5 separate regions of the Sus scrofa genome follow, and all the other regions are linked to region 1. The links are chromatin contacts, called in public Hi-C and HiChIP or PLAC-seq maps. All regions are on one chromosome and are shown on one strand. Each heading gives the region's core, a stretch centred on a gene start, on an enhancer-like site or on the middle of the called end of the contact. The rest is flanking DNA. Distances are from core to core; before and after follow the strand shown.

The links. A called contact is a pair of places that touch in the nucleus more often than the background predicts. HiChIP or PLAC-seq counts read pairs in DNA pulled down with a chosen protein or histone mark.
Region 2: a contact with region 1 is called in a Hi-C map of skeletal muscle, with 8 times the contacts expected there. The contact joins two enhancer-like sites. A contact is called at or near these places in 13 of 47 Hi-C or Micro-C datasets (embryonic fibroblasts, epiblast stem cells, fetal skeletal muscle and 8 more) and 1 of 2 datasets of contacts at active chromatin or transcription factors (skeletal muscle).
Region 3: an H3K27ac HiChIP or PLAC-seq map of skeletal muscle shows a contact between it and region 1, with 7 times the contacts expected there. The contact joins two enhancer-like sites. A contact is called at or near these places in 6 of 47 Hi-C or Micro-C datasets (fetal skeletal muscle, fibroblasts, mesenteric adipose tissue and 2 more) and 1 of 2 datasets of contacts at active chromatin or transcription factors (skeletal muscle).
Region 4: a contact with region 1 is called in an H3K27ac HiChIP or PLAC-seq map of skeletal muscle. The contact joins two enhancer-like sites.
Region 5: a contact with region 1 is called in an H3K27ac HiChIP or PLAC-seq map of skeletal muscle. The contact joins two enhancer-like sites. A contact is called at or near these places in 1 of 47 Hi-C or Micro-C datasets (skeletal muscle) and 1 of 2 datasets of contacts at active chromatin or transcription factors (skeletal muscle).

Annotation. Positions count from the first base shown.
Region 1 is chr16:38,539,102-38,543,597 of Sscrofa11.1, forward strand. The region is part of intron 5 of PDE4D (cAMP-specific 3',5'-cyclic phosphodiesterase 4D); the gene reads right to left. Among named protein-coding and RNA genes, the nearest start is that of MIR582, 39 kb to the right of the region's middle. Within about 2 kb of position 1,765, at least 2 of the 83 cell types and tissues checked have an H3K27ac peak or open chromatin away from gene starts, as enhancers often do. A contact at or near this core is called in skeletal muscle, where this site is marked.
Region 2 is chr16:38,093,397-38,097,892 of Sscrofa11.1, forward strand. It overlaps PDE4D (cAMP-specific 3',5'-cyclic phosphodiesterase 4D), which reads right to left. Exons shown (of 19, transcript XM_021076868.1): 8 at 1,037-1,110. Among named protein-coding and RNA genes, the nearest start is that of MIR582, 480 kb to the right of the region's middle. Within about 2 kb of position 2,430, at least 1 of the 83 cell types and tissues checked has an H3K27ac peak or open chromatin away from gene starts, as enhancers often do. A contact at or near this core is called in skeletal muscle, where this site is marked.
Region 3 is chr16:38,109,773-38,114,268 of Sscrofa11.1, forward strand. All of the region lies in intron 6 of PDE4D (cAMP-specific 3',5'-cyclic phosphodiesterase 4D), which reads right to left. Among named protein-coding and RNA genes, the nearest start is that of MIR582, 470 kb to the right of the region's middle. Within about 2 kb of position 2,644, at least 2 of the 83 cell types and tissues checked have an H3K27ac peak or open chromatin away from gene starts, as enhancers often do. A contact at or near this core is called in skeletal muscle, where this site is marked.
Region 4 is chr16:38,168,206-38,172,701 of Sscrofa11.1, forward strand. The region is part of intron 5 of PDE4D (cAMP-specific 3',5'-cyclic phosphodiesterase 4D); the gene reads right to left. Among named protein-coding and RNA genes, the nearest start is that of MIR582, 410 kb to the right of the region's middle. Within about 2 kb of position 2,151, at least 5 of the 83 cell types and tissues checked have an H3K27ac peak or open chromatin away from gene starts, as enhancers often do. A contact at or near this core is called in skeletal muscle, where this site is marked.
Region 5 is chr16:38,256,055-38,260,550 of Sscrofa11.1, forward strand. All of the region lies in intron 5 of PDE4D (cAMP-specific 3',5'-cyclic phosphodiesterase 4D), which reads right to left. Among named protein-coding and RNA genes, the nearest start is that of MIR582, 320 kb to the right of the region's middle. Within about 2 kb of position 2,232, at least 10 of the 83 cell types and tissues checked have an H3K27ac peak or open chromatin away from gene starts, as enhancers often do. A contact at or near this core is called in skeletal muscle, where this site is marked.

The DNA of each region.
Region 1 (4,496 bases), core at 515-3,014:
GTCAATGGAAAATGAATGGAAGTGAGAGTCGTTTCAGAGCAAGAACTCTAACAAGCATCTTAAGTTTCCTCTTGCACTTCTCCCTCTACTGTAAGAGCAGCACACGTCATGTAGGGATTGTTCCTTTCAGCCCAAATTCTAGAACAAGAAGGCATGCAGAGCAGAGCTGCAGATGAGCAGCACCTATGTGTAATTTAAGCAAGAAATGCAAGTTTGGAATTTTAAGACACTGAGATTGGGGCTGCTTGTCACTACAGAAAAGCTGACTGCAGTGCAATTATTTATCTGTTAAGAAAGACAAAGAAAATAGCATAAGGGGCCTGTTTCTCCCCACTAAATCTATTTTTTTTTAAGTATTAGGTGGAAAGTCCATTGGGGCTGGCTTGGTGGCCTGGAGACTAGCAGCAGCATCAGTTCAGTGATCATAGGTCCAACCACCTGTGCCCTGTGGAAGGTTTCATTGAGGCCTCCCTCCACTTTCTTCTAATGGATCTACTAGCCCAAACTATGGGATCAGCAGGAAAATAAGAAAATACTTTAGATGGAGAGGAACTCTTTTACATGATCTCAGGGGAAAGCCTGAGCAATCTAGATTTCTCTTTGTAAATCTAATTTGTCAATGACCAAGGTCTAGGAGAAAGAAAAGGTACACTGCAACATCTGGGCCTCATTCTTGCCAACAATGGAGCAGATGGAGTGATTATCTGTAGCTTTACTTGCACTGACCCTGAATATCTGTTGTTTGTCACAACAGTTTGAACACTTTAATTTCAGTTTCCCATGCATATGATCACATTACTCATAGAGTTTACTCTGAAAAAGGGTAAAAATGACAAATTAGGAGAACTAAACACTACTGTTGCACTGTTAGTTTGCTATTCCTAAAACACTTTTATAAACTCAAAAGAAAGAAAGGCACTATTTAAGGAAACCACATGTACCCTCTCAATTGCATCTAAGAACCCAGGCAAGTCACCCTCAATGAAAGGAACTTGAACAATTAGACACTCATTGTTTTATATTTTAATTTTATAATATTTCATAGGTCAAACAGTGGAAAGCAGGCAGAGAAGAGTGAGAGAAATCCCTAGCTTCCAGAAAGATAACTTTTACTTCTGCTCTTTATTATTCAATTGTCTCCCTTTCAAAACAATTTACATACTGCAGACATTTCTCATTCTACCCCTTCTTTTATGAATAAGGTAATGTATGTACAAACAGACATCTAGGATTCTTCACCAAAGATTAAATATAAAGTGGGAAAATGTTAACCCTGGTCTAATATGCTCTAGGCTTAAAATATTTATTTCTTTAATAAATGAGTCAATGATTCCTATAAAACTTTGCTTTTTGTTTCTCTAACACTTCTAGAAAAAAAAGTTATATATTTTTTAAACAATTACATGGAGTATGAGATTTAGAAATTACCCATTTGCTTATTTAGAAATTCAATTTTAAATCTCTTTGCCATATGAAAGAAATATTGAACAATCATTTAATTTCATCTGCCTGATGTTTCCTTGGTTATATTTTGATATTTCTATCTATTTATATTTTTCTGAGCAAATGACCTATTCTATCATATGTTCAATCTCCCACAATACCTCATATAATTTCCTAAATAATGGCTTCTATGACACAGGAGGATCTATTTATAAATTAATTGCATTTTCAGTGTCATTTCTGGCAACATATTCCTGGGCAACTGCTATGGAGATGGAAAGTATCAAAATATACAGCAGAAATTTGAACCACACCAAGGCAGAAAGGCCTGACAAAGGTTAGCAGGATAACATAACATTCAGCTCTGCTCTTTTTCTTAAGCTTATCTCATCTCAATACATACATAGGAAATATCTCCTATTTTCACCAAAGGAAGTACGTCAGATAGACAAAAACAAATATCATATATCACTTAAATGAGGAATCTAAAAAATGATATACATGAACTTATTTACAAAATAGAAATTGATTCGAAGACATAGAAAACAAACTATGGTTACCAAAGGGTAAGGAGGGGAGGGAAAATTTAGGAATTTGGGATTAACAGATACACAGTACTATAGATAAAACAGATAACCATCAAGAACCTGCTCTATAGCACAGAGAACTACATTCAATATCTTATAATAACCTATAGTGGAAGAGGATCTGAAAAAGATACATAAATACATGTAGCTAAATCTCCTGGCTGTATATCTGAAACACTGTAAATCAACTATATTTCAAAACAAACAAACAAAAAGATGTAGAATTTTGTTTTAAAATTGGAGCCAAAGTAACAAATGTTCAGCTGTTTTTATAAGCATTTTCTTAAAAAGGGGGGGGGGCATTTCTTTCATTCCAATGTACTTTAGAAACTCATTATGTTGACAAGAAATTTGTAGAGCTGATGAAAATTCTGATGCTAATACATTTTATTCTGTTTCTCTCACTCCCTAATTTCCCAAGGACTGACATGTATAAAGGCTACAGGACCCCACATATGCATTTTATTCTTCAATACCCTCCAAAAATTTAATAATCTTTGTTTATTGACATTTTTGTGGTGAGAATCATGTAGATATTTCATGCCACATAGTCTTGCTGTAATGTCCTAGTCGAAACAACCCAGCTAAGTCTGTGCCTGTTCAAAGAAGCAATGTATTAACACATTTATTTGGACAAGTTCAAATTATTTAATATTTTATCAAGTATAAATTGTTTAATAAGAGATTTTAGAGGTATTATTTTATTATTATTTTATTATTTATTTATTTATTTTGTCTTTTTTAGGGCCACACCTGCAATATATGGAGGTACACCACAGCCACAGCAATGCAGGATCTGAGCCACTTCTGTGACCTATGCCACAGCTCACAGCAATGCCAGATCCTTAACCCGCTGAGCTAGGCCAGGGATCAAACCCACATCCTCATGGATGCCAGTCAGATTTGTTTCTGCTGAGCCACAACAGGAACTCCACAGAGGTATTATTTTAGTTTAGATTTGAGAAGCAGTCAACAGTTGGTTCACGAACAGCCTTGTCTTCTGAGTTAAGAATTTAGATTTTTATCTACCAATCAGTGAGGTCTATTGAAGGACTTTAAGTATGAGGTTTGGTTTCAGAAAGATTCTCTATCAGACATAGAGCCAGAGTCTCCAAAGTGGGGTATGCACATGCTAGAGCACCGTCAAGCCATCCATACATAGGGTATAAGAAGAAATATAAAAGTGTGTGTGTGTCCATGCGCATGTTTAAATCTTAAATAATTCGGTATGTGTGGTTTTAACTTTACATATCAGTGTGTGTGTGTATATATATAAAACATATAAATTCACGGCTACCTAAATAAACATATTAGGAGTTCATAGTCAATCTTTTTTTTTCCTTTGCTTATGATATATAAGGTCAAAAAGTTTAGAAAATATTAACAAATGAATCAGAAGCATAAAATCAGAGAGGTCCATAGGAAAATAGTGCAAAAAGCAAACAAACAAACAAAAAAAACAAAAAACTGATGGCCTGAATTAAGACACAAGAATAGGGGAGAAAAGAGAGATACCTGCCTATTCTTGCGATAAGGAAATAGCAATGATTGACTAAATGTGAAAAGAGAGAGGGATGAGGAAAATGAGTCTAGGGCATTGGTTATATGGTTTGATGGAGCTCAGACTCAAGGAGAAACTTATCAAATGGATGCCACAGACCTGGGAATTAAAAACAAAGATCTTTTGATAAAAAGTTTGAGTGAAAATGTAGCAGAGAGGGATAAGGTGGAAGAAGACCTGTGAATAGTGAACCTTGAGACTCATCCCTGTCCTAACTCAACCATAATGGTTCAGTTTTATCTGTTTTCTATTTTGGAGTTTGATACATTGGGTTCAGTACCCAGTTCTGAGAAATCAATATTTAAGGGCAGGAAAAAACATACAAAATATAAACAGTATATAAAAAATAAAGATTTATACTTTGTTTGAAAATTGAAACCAAAGTAACCAAGGTTTGCCTAGTTTTGAAAGCATTTCTTTCATTTGGATGCATCTTAGGAACAGTCATAATGTTGACAAGGAATTTGTAGAGTCAATGAAAGTTCTGATGTCAATAACAACATTTTATTCTTGATGAAAGCTAACCTATTTACACACAAGAGAAACTAATTTTTTAAATGGCAAAGAAAGTTCTATACATTAGACTAAGATGAGCATATTTCCCTCATTATCTTTAGATACTGCCAATTTCCTAAGGATAGAATTTTTTGGAATGCCATCCTATCTCCAAAAAGTATATTGCTAAAACATGTCTGTGGAGTCTATAGCTAATCACCAATATAAGATAACTATTCTTTTCATTATCATGACTTCTTGCTTCTCTATAGCTACATGCTTCCCTAAAAGTGGACTTAATACACCATACACATAAACTTGAAACATTGCCAAAGGAATATCAAGTGGTTGTCTCTCCAGAGTCTTCCTAGGGTGATAAGAGTAAATTTTCCATAGCAGAAACTTGAGTC
Region 2 (4,496 bases), core at 1,180-3,679, 450 kb before region 1:
GGCAATGCCAGATCCTTAACCCACTAAGCGAGGCCAGGGATCGAACCCACAATCCCACGGTCCCTAGTTGGATTAGTTTCCTCTGTGCCATGACGGAAACTCCTAGAGGTGATATCTTAATGAGAATATTATATTATTTTATAATAGGTTGTCAAAATAATGGCATTTGAAAAAGTGAATCAGTTTTCCACTTAACCTTGGCTTCTTATTTTTTGCTTTTCTTCGGGGCCACACTCATGGCATATGGAAGTCCCCAGGCTAGGGGTCGAATTGGAGCTAGAGCTGCCAGCCTACACCACAGCCAGAATGACTCGGGATCCAAGTCCCTTCTGAGACCTACACCATGGCTCATGGCAACACAAGATCCTTAACCCACTGAGCGACTCCAGGGTTCAAACCCACTTCCTCATGGATACTAGTCGGATTTGTTTCCACTGAGCCACAACAGGAACTCCCCCCCCCAAAAAAATTTTTTTTTCATTTTCCACCTTTATTAGAACCCCCAGGTTAAAATTATTTTCCATCTCAGCTTTCTCTCTTTCAATTGCTTCCCCTGTTATCCTATAAGTCCCAGTTTTGTTGGGATCTTCATGGTGCTGTTGATCTAGTTCAGTAACAGCTCAAGAATTAGAGATCTTTGCTGTGATATGATGCTTCTCCTTGCCTTAGAATTAAGAGGATAAAGTGGGGTTAACTTTAAGGGCTGACGACACTCTCTGCCTATGGTTAATTTATAAAGTCAGCCAAAACTGTAGTTACCCTGAGTGTAAATAACTGGGCAGAGGACTGATCATGCCAGGTGATTTCTGACAGATGGAATCATCATATTTATTTGTCATCCTGCTTCATCTCTGATATGAGAACCATCATCACACAGTATTTATAGAAAATTAACAGGACATCGTATGACTTAGAGTAAATGGTTAGACAACATGGCAACTATTCAGAGAAATCTAATATATCACCTTGAGTTCAATTAAATTGAGAAAACACTGTATGAAGGTCCAGCCAGAAGGAGTGGGAGAAAATAACTTACTTGCTAGGTGCTCGGTCTTGCAAATTAGTCAACGCAGCAAAGTTGTTTCGGACAGTTCGCAGGCTGGCCAAGACCTACAACAAAAAAGGAGTCTTTAAACTTCTTGAAATGAGGGCCTCTTTAATGAAATTTGAAATGGTTTGGTGACTTTAAAAATTGGTTTGTTCAGTGAAAACCTGACACCACTTCCAACTTAGTTTCATATACTACTGAAGAACCTCCCAGCATCTGGTGACATTTACATGTATCCATATGAAATCCACAGAGGGCAAACTTAAAAAGATTTTCTGGATTATTTCTCCTCATGGTCTATGAATATGGTGACAGGAGCAGCAACTGCCACAGTATTTCTGGATTCCTCAGCCACCAAAAAAACAATGTCCCAGGCAATATACAGAGTGCTATTGCATTTTATGCAAATTTCAAATCATGTAATATGAAATATTCATAAAGTCTCACTTTAAGGGCAAAATGTAAAACAGTTCTCTTACCAAGTTCTCTTCAAACCAAGAATGCCATAATCTTAAAATCCACAAACCACACCCTTTTTTTTTTTTTTTTTTTTTTGTCTTTTTAGGGCTGCAACTGCTGCATATGGAGGGTCTCAGACTAGGGGTCAAATTGCAGCTGTACCCCCTGGCCTATGCCATAGCCACAGCCATGCCAGATCCCAGCTGCATCTGCAACCTACACCACAGCTCATGGCAACACCAGATTCTTAACTCACTGAGCGAGGCCAGGGATCAAACCTGCTTCCTCATGTATGCTAGTCAGATTCATTTCTGCTGAGCCATGACGGGAACTCCAAACTATGTACATTTTAAATTGTTTTTGCACTTTTGCCACAGGGCTACTCTAGCTAATACACAGAGATTCCTTTCCTCGTGAAGGTTATCTGATTCATGAATTATAAGGTCTCGAATAAAATGAGACTGCCCTGAATGTGCACAGTGCCTGGCCCATGAAAGACACAAAATTTTGTTGAATAAATGATTACTGAGACACAACATAATCCACACACACAAGGCAGGACCAGTAGGCCCCACTATTTCTGATAGCTCTTCCTTTTTTTCTAATTCTAGTGAAGCTGGACAGTGGCAAAACAATCAGAAGTTAGGGAGCACCATCTCCTCCCACTTTCTCCTAGAATGGGCAAGTTTCCCCTCAGGGTGTAGCCTAGAGTTGCTAAGGTCAAAGGCCCTCTGGGTGACAATGGGAATGTTAAGTTTCTCTCAAACTTAGATTTCAGATGCCTTTGTAGATACCACATCACAGCCCAGATGGCCTGGCTCTGTTACAGTCAACATGTGAACTCAGACAAGTTCCATCGTTTATCTGAAGCTTAGTTACTCATCTGGCAAGCAGGAGAGTGCCGTCTACCTCAAGGGCTGTTGTGAAAATGCGATGAGATGACAGGTAAGGTGTCCAGAACAGTGTCTGGCAAACACAAGGCGCTCAGGGACTATTAGCCCAACAAGGCAACATTCCATTTGACTAATGATTGGGCATGTATGCCGGGAATCTACTTAATGTCTCCTAATGACAATATGCAAGAGATGGGGGGCAAATTTATAATGTTACCAGGGCTCCAGGTCTGTTCCCAGAATTTTTTTTCACTGGATGCTGACCGAGACTAAAATCAGCCTAAATTTTGTTCTAAGACAAAAACGTCTCAGACATTTTTTAAACTGGCATTCCTTCTTGTAGGTCACTGGGGTCCTGTTTATGCCCAGGACAGTGACCTACAGCACTATCCCTGAAGGAGTTAATGGTGTTTTGTAAGGTGCCAACCATGATTAACTCACTCCCTGGAAAAATCTGGTCCATTATCACATATAAACAGCTCACAGTGCCAAAAGGTCACCCTGCCTATGACGGAGGATTCGACTGGCCAACTGCTGACATCAAACCATGCTGTCTTTTATCAGGCATGAAATCTTGAATGATCCAGAAAGAAATCTGACAAATGACCCACTGTCATTAAATCATGCAGGCTGAATTTAGACTTTAAGAATTGAATATTAAGTACACTAACAAAACATTTTAAGGTTATTGCCCCCCATCAATCCTTATTCTAGGCTAAAATTTAACCTCAGAATTCTGAGAATTTTGTTTTAATAAATTAAGGTAAGTGCATCTGACAGTTGGGCAAACAGCAATAGGACCGTAGGTAACTCATGATCTGTGCTCATTTGAAAGAAAGCATTACTTCATGAAAGATACACTCCACTTGTTTTTCTGTATAAAGGTTTTTGCCTCAGATATAATAAAGATATTAAATTAGAGGATTTCATTTTGGTTTTTAAATTACATTTTTATTTTGTACTTATTTGCATAATCTATATCTTTACATGGTACACATTTAAAAGTAAATTGTCTCTCTCAATAACAAAGAAAATAATCAAAATTATTGTTATTTCTGAGAAGAGGCCAACAGATAAAACTGGGGGACCCTTGGAGGCATTAAAATATTGGCACTGTTCTATTTCTTAAACTGTTGATTTTAGTATTGTTCTTTATCTTTTAGAAAGTCTCTAGAGATCTTCTCTTATATGGATGAAATATTTCACAATGAAACGTGAAAATAGGTTTCTCTGTTTGAGCCTCTCCTCCATTCAGCTGCTTATCCCCTCGACTCACGGGCTTTTAGATTGTCTCCTAAATTTTATTTTTATACACACTGCTGCAGTAAGTACCCTTGTAGATACATCATCCCCTATATGTGCAAGTATTACATTATTGTTTTTGTGGGGACAAATAATATTTGATAAAGGCTTTATTAAGTATTAACTTGATCTTCTGCACCATGACACAGATGGTACAAACAGAAGTGTAAATAAAAGTCCCAAACAAATGTTGTAAGGAGGGTGTTGTCCTAGGCCTAGTGGGATGATCCTGGGTGTCCATATCATGAAGACACTATGTTAGCCTTTCCTGCTCTCACCTGCACTGCTGGACATAGGGTGAGGCATCTGCTACTGCAGGTGGTGGAGAACTAGAGGCAGTTTTACATAAGGCCCTGAGTTAAAGTTCAATTATGCTTTGTTTTTGTTACAGGGCCACTCTCACTTCCCTTGAATTCAATCCTTTAAGAGCTAGAGTCTGGGCTCTATTGCTCCTACAATTTTCTCCACTCTTTAATGCTTGCTAATCAAAAAGTTCCCTGAGGTTTTCTCCCACACAGTTCAATGGTTAGAAAATGAAGGTCATTTCTTTCTCTTCTGCCCCTCCAAGCAAAAGTATAATCAGTCAAGGTTAAAATACATTGGGAATGATGAAAAATAATACACTTTAGGAAAGAAATTATTACAATGTCATGGAAAATTTTTGTACAGAAATGTACTTGAGCATGAAAGGGATTAAATGCTATTTGCACACACTAATCTCAGACTTTCTTAGGTATTTCTAAACATTTATTAACCAATAAGATTCACTGAAAATGGCAGGGAAATGTGGACTT
Region 3 (4,496 bases), core at 1,394-3,893, 430 kb before region 1:
AGTCCACCTCAGCCACACCTGAAGGTGATTCTCCCCTACGACACTATTACCGCTTAGAATTAATGTAATCCATTTTACACAAAATCTCAGTCCTGCAGTTAGAATTACAACTACCAAAACCTGCATTTTGGCAAGAATGTCCAGCAACATTTATTAAGAACTAAAAACAATGTAACTTAATATAAATCAAAATTAAAGCCATCCAGTATTGTGTATGGTAGTATCTTCCAATTGGAAAATTTTCAATATCAAACTCCAGGCCATTTGTGCATGTCTGTATACACAGTTTTGATGGTTTTTTGATAACGCTAACTACAGTTATCAGTCATCAAGTTGTAATGTTTGTCCTCACTTGAAGATCACCTTTGTATTTACATTCCATACTAGCACCAAAAGGAGAAACCAAATTACAGCCCTTTTCTCAGTTTTAACAGACAGGTAAGCTAATACCTAGTCTATAAAAAGAGGTCAATGAGGTCATCCATCTTCTTAATGTTACGAAGAAACAGCTTAGCTTATGTATCTTTAACCCTTTCTTTCACCTTGAATTGCAATTTCCTAATAGATTTGAGTAGTAACATGTCCTGACATCTCTTTCCCTGATGCCCAGCAAAGTCACTCGGTGTTTTATTGATTCCTATACTGGGGATCCTTTCAATATTTTAATATGGTAATGGGCCCTTTCTATTATTTTTTTATTTCTTAAATGGGCTTTCAATATAATTATTTTAAAAATTCAGAGTATACATATCCAGCAAACTGATAATAATGGTAATAATTTCAAGTGATTATGATGATTATAAAACCATAATGATAACTAATATTTACCAACCAATTACTACGATTCATGCACTGTGGAAAACACACTACATTGGTTATCTCCTATAAAAAAATTTTTTTTTAGATGAGGAATGAAAGACCTAAGAAGTACCCCCAAAAAGTCATATGCCCATGGTATGATGAGGCCGGGATTCAAATTTAGGCAACATGACTCTGGTGGGTCTGTGCTTAAACATGGCAGTTCTGCATCTATAACAGTGTTTATCAATGCCAAAAGCACATCCAAAACACTGCTCAATCTCTAGTACATTTTCCATTTCATGAAGGTGATAGGTACCAAAAAAACAATAAATGGAAGAGTCTCATATAAATGCAAAAGAAATAAAAACCAAAAAAATTACCCAAATGACTTAGAAAAACAAAAAAATCCCTACCCCCCTACTGATTTTCATGTCCTTCTTTCCTAAAATAATAAATTAAGTGAAATAAAATAAGTTTTTGTTTGCTACCCAGGTGATAGTTTTGGCTGATAATTCAATATCATATGTCCATACTCAGACTGTAGTAAGATTGCAAGCATGTCATATTTAATAAATGCCTCTGTGCATATGCACATGTATGTAAATATCTATGTGTAAATGTATTTATGCTTGCTGTGTGCATGTGAGTGTAATTCTAGGGGAAGCATTTTGACTTTCTGCCTCTGTATTTCAAATGAGGAGGGGAAAAGTTATTGTGGGGGGAACCCCACCACCATCTTTATCAGCATAAAGAGAATTTACTGTATTATTTAGCCTATAATACTCAATGGAAAAACCCTTCAAAGAACATCTGCCTTGCATACATTACATTTTAAGGTGTATTTCATAAGATTAAGAAAACATAATACGTCAATGCAGGTTCATCAATTGTAATAGATGTTGCACCCTGGTATGGGGGCAGAAAGTATATGGGACATCTATGTACCTTCCTCTTAATTTGGCTGTGAAACTAGAAGTGCTATCCAAAGTAAAGTCCTAAAAAGTTAAAAAATGAAAATATATCATAGAACATGACCTAAGAAGTTATTTGGTCTTCTGACACTTAAATCATTTGCTCACTCCTTATTCATGCTTTAAAAATGAAGGCCTGATATTTGCCCCCAAACATTCCTAAATCAAAACCCCTCTATTTGGGGCCCTTGTATGCTCATCTTACACGCACTGAAGATGAGGTAAGTGAAATTGGAGCTAATGAAACATAAGCAAAAATTCTCTAGTCTGAAGTGTAATCTCCGCTTTGTCATAAAACAAAAATTTAGGTTTCACTAGAGAATGTTCATGAAGTCAATAAATGACCTCAAATTTGTTAAATGATGGCATGAAAGACAATCTCTTTTCAGAATTATATAGCAACAGATTTTCCTTTTCTAAAATGATAAAAGTGTTTTGCACATGTAGGGACGCACTCACTCAGCATATTTATTTTGTTTTATAAAAGCCAATACAATAAAGGGATCCCATCAAGAGTGCTGATGTCACAAATTGTCATCACAAAACTTTGATGGCTGACTTCCAGGAGGGAGGAGGATGGGGAGAGGGCTGCACACACAGCAAGCTTTCACAAGTGCCCTCACTCTGTGTTCTAGGAACAGGTTCTTCTTTCCCAGTTTATCTTCTTTGGCCCGTTCCTAACGTCAGTGGCCCTGCACTCTTGGTTTTTCTCCAGGATGGGCTCCCAGGGAAAAAATTTATGGGTAGCTAGTCCAACAATTTTTCAAGATTTGCATGGTATCAAATGATTCAGTAGATTAAAAGGAAGGGTGTGATCAAACGGAGAGGAATGAGCGCAGTACATTTTCTGCATGCCTACTACGTACGAGACCCTGCCCGACTGACACGTGGTATTTAATTCTGATGCCTCTGCGGTAAATGGATGCTCATGTTCCCTCTCAAGATAAGGAACTCGGTTCTGAGAACTTAAGTAACTCATTGGCAGTCATGCCCTTGGCAAGTGGCAGAGTTCAGTGGTTTCCAAATGCCACGCTGAGACCTGGTGCTCACCCAACAGAATGCTCATTGCTCTTTGTGAGGGTGAGAATAAACACAAACTTTAGAGTGAATTTTTTTTAAGTCTTATTTAAAAAAAAAAGTTAACCACATTCCTTTGAAAAACTCTCCTTTATTCTGAGAATACACCTTTTTAAAAAATGGAAACGAAATGCCTTTGAAAAAGAAAATGAGTGTGTATATCAATGGGGGGAATTTCTCTATTAACTAAAGTCCTTTATCTGGAAAAGTAGGGAGTTAGTAATGCTGGCTCAGTCGCTGAGATGGTTTTTGAAGTCTTATTGAATAATAAAATCCCAGGGCATTGGAAAAGAGCAGCAGAGCTGGATTTAAACCCAGACTTTACATACTGTCACACTTCCACTGCACCATGTTGTTGCTTTCTACACACAAGTGGATTCAGACTATTCTGAAGCTCCACAGAAGTACATATTCTAGACTCAGTACAGTCCAACAGAAGTTTCTGCAGTGATGGAAATATCACTCTCTGTGCCGTCCAGTTCAGTTTGCACTAGCCACAGTGGCTACTTAGCACTGGAAATATGGCTAGTGCAGCTGAGGAACTGGATACTACCTTTATTTAATGTTAATTGATTTAAATCGAGAGTCATCAGTGATTAGTGGCTATCATCTTGACCAGTGCACCTCTTGAGCAATCTTTCAAAACTTCAGTAATAAGAGAAGACAATGTTTTGAATAACTGGAAAAACAAACAAACAAACAAAAAACTACTCTAAGCTTGAGAGCAAAAGAGCATTGCTATATTAATGGAACAACAATTCTTGATTGTTTGGCAAAGACAATTTTTGCTCTTCCTCATAAGAGGAAAGATTTGCTTAGAAGCCCATCAGGATTCTCCACTCCTGAAAGGGGAATAAAGATTTTAGTATAACTGCTATTATTATATTCTCATCCAGAGGGTATTATACCTGCCAGCAAATGCCAAAGGCATTGTCTGGCAGCAGCTGTTGGTCAAAATCATTATGTTCAGGGTCAAGATACCTGGATTCTAACTCATGACGTGTATGTGCACGCACACATGCATGTGTGTGGGTGAGTGCGTGCAAGACATGGCATTTCTGAGCAGAATTTTGTGATATGTAAGTCTGAGCTAATGATATTTTCCCTTGTTTCCTTACATGACTGTTTTGAGGATCAAGTTCTAAACTTCATGGGAGAATCCTATGTTAAGTACAAAGATTATACAGATGTCAGGCGATTTTAAGAATGTACCCCTATCTATCTGCATCACTCCCCAAAGAGTCTATCAAAGCTGAGAGCCAGAGAGGATAAAACATGGTAGTCTTTGTGAATATCTTGAACTTGAACTGATGACTGTGAGGTCTGTTCATAAACCTTTGAGGTATACTTTTACCATATTCAAAGTGCTCCTGTGTTTGGAGAGCTGGGTTATATACAAGTTGTCTGTCTGGGAAACATCAGGTTGCTTTCCTGGATAAAAAGTACAAGATGGGCCACCTTTAAACCAATGCAGAGCAGACAAACAAACAAAACACCAAAAAATAGTGAAACAGGTAGGAAATTTTACCTAATCTCTATAGCAGGTGGGGTAAATGAATGGAAACAATGTATTTAAGATAAATAATGCACATGAAACAGCATAAAACAGGAGTTCCTGTCGTGGCACAGTGGAAACGAATCTGACTA
Region 4 (4,496 bases), core at 901-3,400, 370 kb before region 1:
ATGAATTATGGAAGAAAACTGGTTTGGTGCTGTGAATAAATTACCTAGCTCCTTGAAGTAAATTATCTAAAACTTTTCTTTGTATACTGAAAATTTAAGCAATTTTTGATGATTAGGAAATGATGCATGTGTGAAATTTAAAAGAGCAAACCTCTGTGCTTTATACATGAAATTACCAAGAAAGTCAAATCACCAAGAACAAAACCGGAAGTGAAATTTTTTTAAAAAAAAACTAGTTATTTAAGAAGGGGCGACCAAAGGTATAACGCTGGGAGAAGTAGAAGATTCAAGTGAGAAATTAATTTATAATTACAATCTTATAAATTTTATAAACTTTGCAAACAAAATCTTATAGTCTTTCCAACTACTGGCTAAAGTTTATGAAAGTTACTTATGGAATTGCCCACAAAACGTACTAAAGAGTTACCCAAATGGGGTAGGTTCTGATGTTACATTGAATTCGAAACTAGTAATACAGTCAGAGATGTTATAATTGCCCCAAAAGAACCCTAGTCCAGATGTCTGATAGGAATCATGTTATAATATAGTTCCTTGTGCCAAGTCACAAAAATTTTATATTTTGTCAGCAAACAGGCTTTCCACTGTCGTGTGGAACCCTTGTGCGATGGTTGTAATCCTTAAGAGCAAATCCTTTGCGCTGAACTACAGTGGGACATGGGGATTTTCTACCTGGAATCTGGTCTTTAACAGTTCTTTCCAAAGCTCCTATTAGATCCCTACTTGACTAAATGACCTTAGATTCATGCAGTGACAGCCACGATTTATGCATGACATTATAAAGGAATCCAACTGTGCTCAACCATGGTCATAGTGAAATGAGTTTATTTAAAGAGCTGGCAAACAAGCTAGTGGAAGTCATTTGTAGACAGGAAAAGTTTCTTTCCCTTATTAGTGAAACAGAGCCCTCAAGCATATTTTCATAATTTAATTAGGACCTATAAAAACGAAAGTCTCCTCGAGATTATCTGTGAAGACAGACATTTTGGCAAAAAGGTAAATCATGTCAAATGCTAACTTGAGTTATTTCTGTTTAAACTTTATTTCTTCCCAGCTCTTTTTCTGATGTTCTCTTCTCATGCTGTCTTCCTCTAAGTACATGAACATTTTCTACTTTATGTACTTTCTGTTTGAAAAATTGAAGGCTAAATTCAACTAAATAAGAAAAGAAATCTGTTGATTTTAAAGTTTATTTAAATAAAATAAACTTAAATATTTAACTTGGCTGACATAGCCTTATTAGGAGGTGATTACATAAACAATTTATTTAGAATGAAGTTATCCCTCTGGCCCAGGGAAAATATTTTGGTTTCCAAAAATCAAATATTCCAGGTTTATTTCATATCACTCTACCCCAAATTCAAGTAGTGAGGTTTTTAAATTATTCTGTTCACCGCTGAATTCCTGAAAGCAATGGAACCACTTTTAAACTGTAAATGTATTTTTACCATGAAAGTAAAAAATACCCTGAGGATATAGTAAAATGTAAAAGGAGAAATCCCCTACCCCACAGGAATCCTTTAGAAAGTCACCGGACTGGAAATTTTATGAACGTGAAGGCTAATATTTCATCAGTGTCTAACAGCCATCAAAGTGCCTGGGGCAGAACTGATTTAATAAACATTGTTAAGTGAAGCAATGAAAAATACACCTTTATTTTTGCAACTATTAAAAGAGCTACACAAAACTCTGTACATTTTAAGCTACAGAATCAGATTAAATGGCCAAGTGGCTAGAGAATGTTCTTGTACAACACTAAAAGCTAATGATTTTTCTCAGTTACTAAGGATTAAGCCTTAATTTCTTAGCATTAAAAAAAATTAAGTCTAGAAGTGTGGTAAAGCTAAAAGAAACTTAACAGTGGGGCAGCAAGTTCACAATTTGAGCAGGACACTCACCCTGACATTGGAGGCCAGGCATCACTTTCATTTCTTAGGGCTCTCAGTCACTCCACGCTCTCATATTCAGCATCCCAGCTACGGAATCGGCCTGATGCTGACAATGAAGCTGGAGTGGGCCCAAAGCAGTGGTCATGGTCCTCACCCCCAGCAGGTCTCTTGGCTGAAGAGATCACCGCATTACCAGAGTCGGAAGGCCATCCAGATCAGCTGGGTGGCCAGGGGATGCAACACACCTCAGCACCTGTACCCTCCGGTCATGACTAGCTGATAGCCCTGAGGTGGTGAGTCACTGAGACAAGGAGACAACGTTGAGGAAAACTGGGAAATGTAGATTCTAGCATGGGAGCCTCATGAGGGAATGAGGAGACGTGTTGAGACTGGAATTATCAGTGAAGGTGGGAAACTAAGGGTGAAACCCACAGGAAAAAAAATCCTCCCAGACCTGATCCTTTACAATTCCTCACCACAGAGAGTCAATTCTGTTTCTGTAACTTGCTCAGTACAGTCCCTAGCAGGCTGCCATCTCTTACAAGAAAATTAAACATAAAAACAGATTGGAATGTTTTCTTGGTGATGTAGAACAACTCCTTGATTTCTCTTCATGCAACAGACAGATGTGGAATACTGCTGATGGAAAAGGCTCTGTGCTGGGCACACAGGAACAAAGAGGGACAGGCCCTGCGACCCACTCACAGCCCCAGGTAGGACTGACAATGGACAATTGCTACAAAACCTCAAGAGCTGACAGAGAAATGGACCAGGTCTCCCAAGAACGCAGAGAGGCGCCTTTCAATTTTGATGGCAAGGTCTAGGAAGGCTTCCCAGAAGAAACATCCATGGAGGGGGGATCTAAGCAACAGAGTTTATATGTGAAATTGTATTCCAATGATTACTGTAAATTGACAACAGTTTTAAGGGCTCATGTAGTCCTACATACCAAACTGTGATCTAAACAATCTACATAAATCATTTTTCTCCTTATTTATATTTCAAACAACACTTTGCTTAATTAACCAGATGTTAGTGAGACTGAATGAAGTACATACAACCACATCAACATGGGGTAAACTCTCAAACATCAATTTTTTTGGGGGGGAGGGAACAGCCACAAAATAGTACAAACTGTATTATTACTCCTTTTTTATAAAAATCAAACCTGGAAAATAGTATTCTGTGACTTATAAAATCAAGACAGTTGTTACACTTGGCACTGGTGGGCAGAGGCTGAGAGGGGCACAAAGGTGGCTTGAGGTCTGCAGGTAGCATTTTTAATCTGAATGGTGATTATAAGGGTGGCCACTGATAATAAAAATTATTAATTTTTCTTTTTCTTCCTTTCTTTCCTTTTCCTTTTTTTTTCTTTTCTTCATTCCTTCCCTCTTTCCTTTCTTGCTTGCTTTCTTTCTTTTGTTTGCAGCATCCAAAAAGATTTTTCTATGGTTTATAATATGCATACATGTTCTTCATAGGTGACAAATGACCTAAAACATGTTGAAATTTCTAAAAACTATATATACATATTTGCATGAATGTATATATCATGCTTTTGCTCCAACTTTATTTGCATGCAAATTTTAATGACAGAGTTTAGATATAAAGAATAATATAGATATTATCCAATTACAGGGGCCACTTAAATGGCAAGCAGCCACATAAGGCCCCTCTTCTCTCTGGTGACATCACCAATAGATGGAAGCGTGTTCTGAGTTTCAGCGCAGCTCCCAGTACTGCACCCTATGTGCCACCTACTAACTGACCACAGGTGAAAACAATTGGCTATCTCGGTTAAAACCCAAGATTTAAGGAAAAAAAGAAAAAAACAATGGACACCATCTAATTCTTTTGTTGTTAACATGAGAAAGATCTTACAATTAAGGACAAATTTCACATGTATTTCTAGGCCAGTATATAACTTCACACCCATGTGTGTAAATGATTTTTCCCAATTATAATAACACCTTTATAAAGGCATGTTTGCTGCTTTTTGTGTTTTATATTACCATAGAAACACTTACTGATTCATATGTAATTAGACAGGAGTTTAACAACAGGACATAGATAAACAACTGGGATTATTTTTTCCAAGCAGAGAATCAGGGAATCTTTTGTGACTCAATTTCTCCCCCAAGGTGGTTCACTCCACCCTCATCACACCTATTAACCCAATGTACAGTTGTTAATTATAACAAGATAATGCTTTTACACATTTTTATTGGTAACTACTCATAATAAAATAAGTAGATACCAGAGACAATGGAATGCTAATTGGTTGCTCTCATGAAACCACTGCATCCACTGTATTTCCAGTCTCTATGTTTTTCAGCTCAACCTGAAGCAATACTCTGGGCCATGGGAACAGATCTTCTAACCAGATCCCATTTTTTTTGCCGGTTGTTTTTCTAGAAACAGATGGAGAAAGAGGCTTAAGCCCTTTTTCCTGAACTAGGATGTCAGGGCAAACTAAGCAGGCATCCTCCTCAGTCTGGGGCCTGCTAAGGAGGGTGAGACTCAGGCTGTGAGGTTACAATCTGTGAATTACATAACTCAGAATGTATGTTAGGACCAGAGGGGATCTGG
Region 5 (4,496 bases), core at 982-3,481, 280 kb before region 1:
AAGCAAATGAATGAGGTCAAAATCTCCCAAGTTTCAAAGGAGACCGGTCTATGACGGCCATTTGGGATATCACTCTCCCCTCTTAAACTTGTCATGAAAGAAGCTTGTTAGAACTATGCACACTGGGCATTTAAATACATAGAAACTCCTCCTTAGACATTCCAGTGCTTGCTATATTTTGGAAAGGATCAGACTGACCAAGGAAAGTAAAAATATCTTTGGTAGATCAAGAAGGCAAGTTTCATAATCTATCTGAAAAGCATACAGGAGAGCTTAAATTCTGCATTTCTTGAGATTTCTCAAACTATTTAGTCCCATATGCTATTGCTTTTAGCCTAAGCAGAAGTTAGATATTTACGATATTTGGAAACTTGTTATCATTATCTTAATGATAAAGAGTGGCTAGAAGCCACCATCTATTGCAAATATGCACAGTAATGCTTATAAGTCTTTGGAGAGCATACATTTTAACACATAATAAGCACCAGATGCAAATAATAAGCTTGAGAAGCTCATTCGGTAAGAACATAGAGCATATAGGAGGCATATATTTCTAATGTTGAATCATATCCTTAAATGTAAAAAATTAACATAATTAATAAAAATTAATGGTATTTATTTTGTTTTGAAGTAGAAGTAGATCGAAGTACTATTTACACCTTTAACTGCCAACTTTTATTTATCCCTTGTCAAAGTTTGCTTATGTGTCATTACTAGGGAAGGCTGTAATTTGATTTATTTTATAGCTCCCTAAAAAGTTCCTAGGGCATTATCTTTCATACTGTCTAAAAACAAATAAATAATTCTTGTGAGTTATTTTAATCCAAACTTTGAATGTTTTCTTTTTTTCTTTTGGTTTTGTTTTATAATGATTTTTATTTTTTCCATTATAACTGGTTTACAGTGTTCTTCCAATTTTCTACTATACAGCAAGGTGACCCAGTCATAGAAACATATATACATTCTTTTTTCTCACATTATCATGCTCCATCATAAGTGACTAGATACAGTTCCCAGGGCTATACAGCAGAATCTCATTGCTTATCCATTTATATGTTTTCTATACAAGTAAATCAGGACATATTTTCATACAAATTTAATGCATACTTCTATATAGGCCTGGTAGTTCCCGGATAAGTTACATTTGGTCTAAAGAAGAAAGATCTTATTCCTGAGATTCTGCAGACAATGTGACTGGCATTTGCTATTGATGCAATAGCTTGCAGTGCTATAGACTAACCAATCAGAAACTAAAAGTGTGTGAAGAATCAACCTTTCCTTGTAAATATCTAGAACACGGAAGCAAAGAAGGAAATCAAAGATTTTTCAGTGTCTCCTTTTTTTAAATAATTATTTGATTACAATAGGCTAACTTGTATGTAATGCTAAGATGTCACTGACAATTTATTGAGGTCATGAGGTCGAGATTTTTCCTATGACATAATAGATTAATAACATATTTACTCTGCTTCATGGTATCTAAATCTCCTGACTTTCCGCCTAGATCAAACTAGGTGGGCAAGCTTACAAGGCTGACTTTCCACCTAGACCAAAGAGAGTTTCCACTTTTGCATGTGAATGAGACCTGAAACACTTATAAACAACACAGTAGTATGTTGTTGTTGCTTCTCCGTATGTTGAATCAAACAAGAACCCTTTCCTGACATTTAAAGTGTTAAGGGAAAGTTAGTGTGACCAATTCTGGCTACATTAAGTCCATTAGGCGTGCCATCACACTTGTTTTCCAGATGCCAGTCACAGAATGTTTTTCCAATTCACCATTTAACTCTCAAAATCAGCTCTTAGAGTTGGTCAAATTCCTCCTACTTCTGCAGGTTCCCAAATCCCACCGACTAAGGTTAAAGTTTGCATCTTAGCTCCTATTCCGCAGACTTCAAAATTAACACAGGATAATAAACAGAAGTTACATCCCTCAGCCCAGCTGGCAAAGGCTTATTTGCAGGGGGCCTCCAGCTACAGAGGCTGCTGACAAAACGTCTTCCTAGCCATAAATAGGAAAGAGCAATACCTGTAGGACTTTGAGAAACGCAATCTTGATTTGACTCTTGCTGAGGGTCCTGGCACGGTGGCTCCCCAAGGATCCCAAACAAAAGCCATTTGTAAGAAAGGTGCTAGGGAGGCCGGAGACAGCAGCAAGTCAGAGTGGGTGCAGGGCCCTGGGGCTGGAAGGCTCCACATGGAGCAGGAGGCACTTGTGGCTGAGAGAGGGCATTCCCTCCGTACGCTGCTCTGTGCTGCCAGGGAGGTGGCGGGTGGCCGAGGCAGGGCTGGAAGGATGGCTGGGACTTCTTGCTGCTTGACACTTGCCCTTTGCTACAGAGCTTGCTTCACTCTGACCTTATCTCATCAAGAACATGAGAAACTCTCCCTGGCAAATGTGTTTTTAAATACAGCCCTGATTAAACAGCACATGCCACTCCTGGAAAGCAATACACACAGACACACACACACAGACACACAGACACACACACACACACACACACACACACACACACACTGTGAAAGGTATGCCTGAAGTCGGTGAACCTTTATATCAAGCATCAAGTTAAAAAAAAAAGTAAACAGTGGTCCTCTGTTTAAGAAGAAAAAAAAAAAGTAAAAAAGTAAATATATGCCCATGATGGGGAAAATCCAACAGAGATTTACTACATCTCACACACCTAGCTGCCAAATACTATTTTTCTTATATCATCTTCTCTTAGCCACAGGGATGAACATCATTATTAGCAAACCTTGCACAAGGATTTAATGGTCTGGAAATACTAGCGCCTCCCTGCAAGTCAGTGTGTGAGGAAAACAGGCAGATCACTTTCAATGGTTTTGGCAGCTCTCCCCTCAAGGAGATACCGCGTCACCTTGGAGGGTGAGTTATAGTGTGTGACTTGGACAACAGAGATCAATTTTCTTGCCCATTTTCTACTCCCCATAAACATTTCTTAACTCTCTGATAAGTCCCGTGAAACAACCTTCTTTTAGATTACATAAGTGATGGAAGCCGCAGAGATTCGTCTGTTTTCCAGGTCCAGCACATCTCCATGAGGCATGCATTTCAAGATACGGTGCTCCGGGAGTCAGAGGACCACAATGCCGTCACTGGTCCTCTTCACCAAGGGCTATTCAATGTTAACAAGGCGGCATAATTCCATCAGTCTCTGTCCAAATACGGTCCCGCCAGTGACCTCAACTGTAAACCAAGGCAGAACTCCACTTCCCCAGGATAAGATTAGAGAGGCCTGGAGTGCCTGACAGTGACTTAACCCCCTCTGAACTGGACAAAACTGACCTACCGCTGAGCCTGGTGAACTTCACCACATCTGCTAAATTTTGAGACCGCCCCCTCCCGAATAGCCCAATTCATGTCTCATATACCCAAGGGGGCCAAATTATTCCTGTAGTTTCTGTCAAACCTTAAGTCAGTATACTTGGCCCTTCTTTTCCTAACAGCATCCAGCACACCAGGGGTTCTTGAGAATGCTACATGCTCTGTATCAGCTTTGAGAATGAGTAACTGAAAACATTTTTACAGGTTTCAACTCTTTGCTATCTGACAGATGGGCTGAAAGAGTGAGTGACAGCTGACTGAATGGTGGCAACCTTGCAGGATCCAAGAATTCAAAAATAAACACATTCTCTCTGAATCATCTAGCAATATTTTAATGCTTTGCCAATGATACCTTTTGGCTTTTGAATATGGATTCCCATTTCAAAGACCAAGACCAGTGGTCACCCTCCTGGTATTCTTTGAAAGAGAAGGTACCCATACCTACACCAGTCTGCCTGTGTTGGTTTATGAAACTCCACTATCAGAACTTCATTCCATGATTATATTCCATTTCCAAGGCAGGGCAACTCTTGGGAAATCCAAACATTCCTGGCAGAGTCAACACAGAGCTGAATAACTTGTTTAGGAGAATGGTTTCATATGAGGCTGCAGCTAGACAATGCAAGAAAACTGGGAGTCTGGGTGAGAAGGGGGTATGTTCCTAAAAACTGGAAGGGGGAGCAGATTAGTGTTAAGCGGGGGAGTCGGGTGGACACAGAGACAGACAAGAGAACAGAAGGCTAAGCACTGGCTAAGATTCACTACTGTCACCTTCCGTGCAATACAAAGCTCTCATTTCATCTGGTGGCATTTCAAAGTTTGTAGGTCAAATAGCATCATTAGTTTTTAAAAATGAAAGCTGCAGTCCAAATACACAACACTGGAAGCAGAAAATACTGCTTGTGTTGTTATCCCAATTGCACTTGTCATGGCAAGACGGACCCCATCTTCCCAGGTAGGCTAAAACCAGCAACAGGCACTTTGATGAACACTTGTCTTTATCCATACCAATTTACATTCTGAAAAGAAGGTTCTGTTGACACCTGTCTGATAAAATGTAAGGGCATAATAATAATGCAGAATGAAAATATTACAGATCTAAAAGAAATGTTCTTTGAAGGAGATGCAAAGTTGTCTTTAGGGTTGTTCAGCT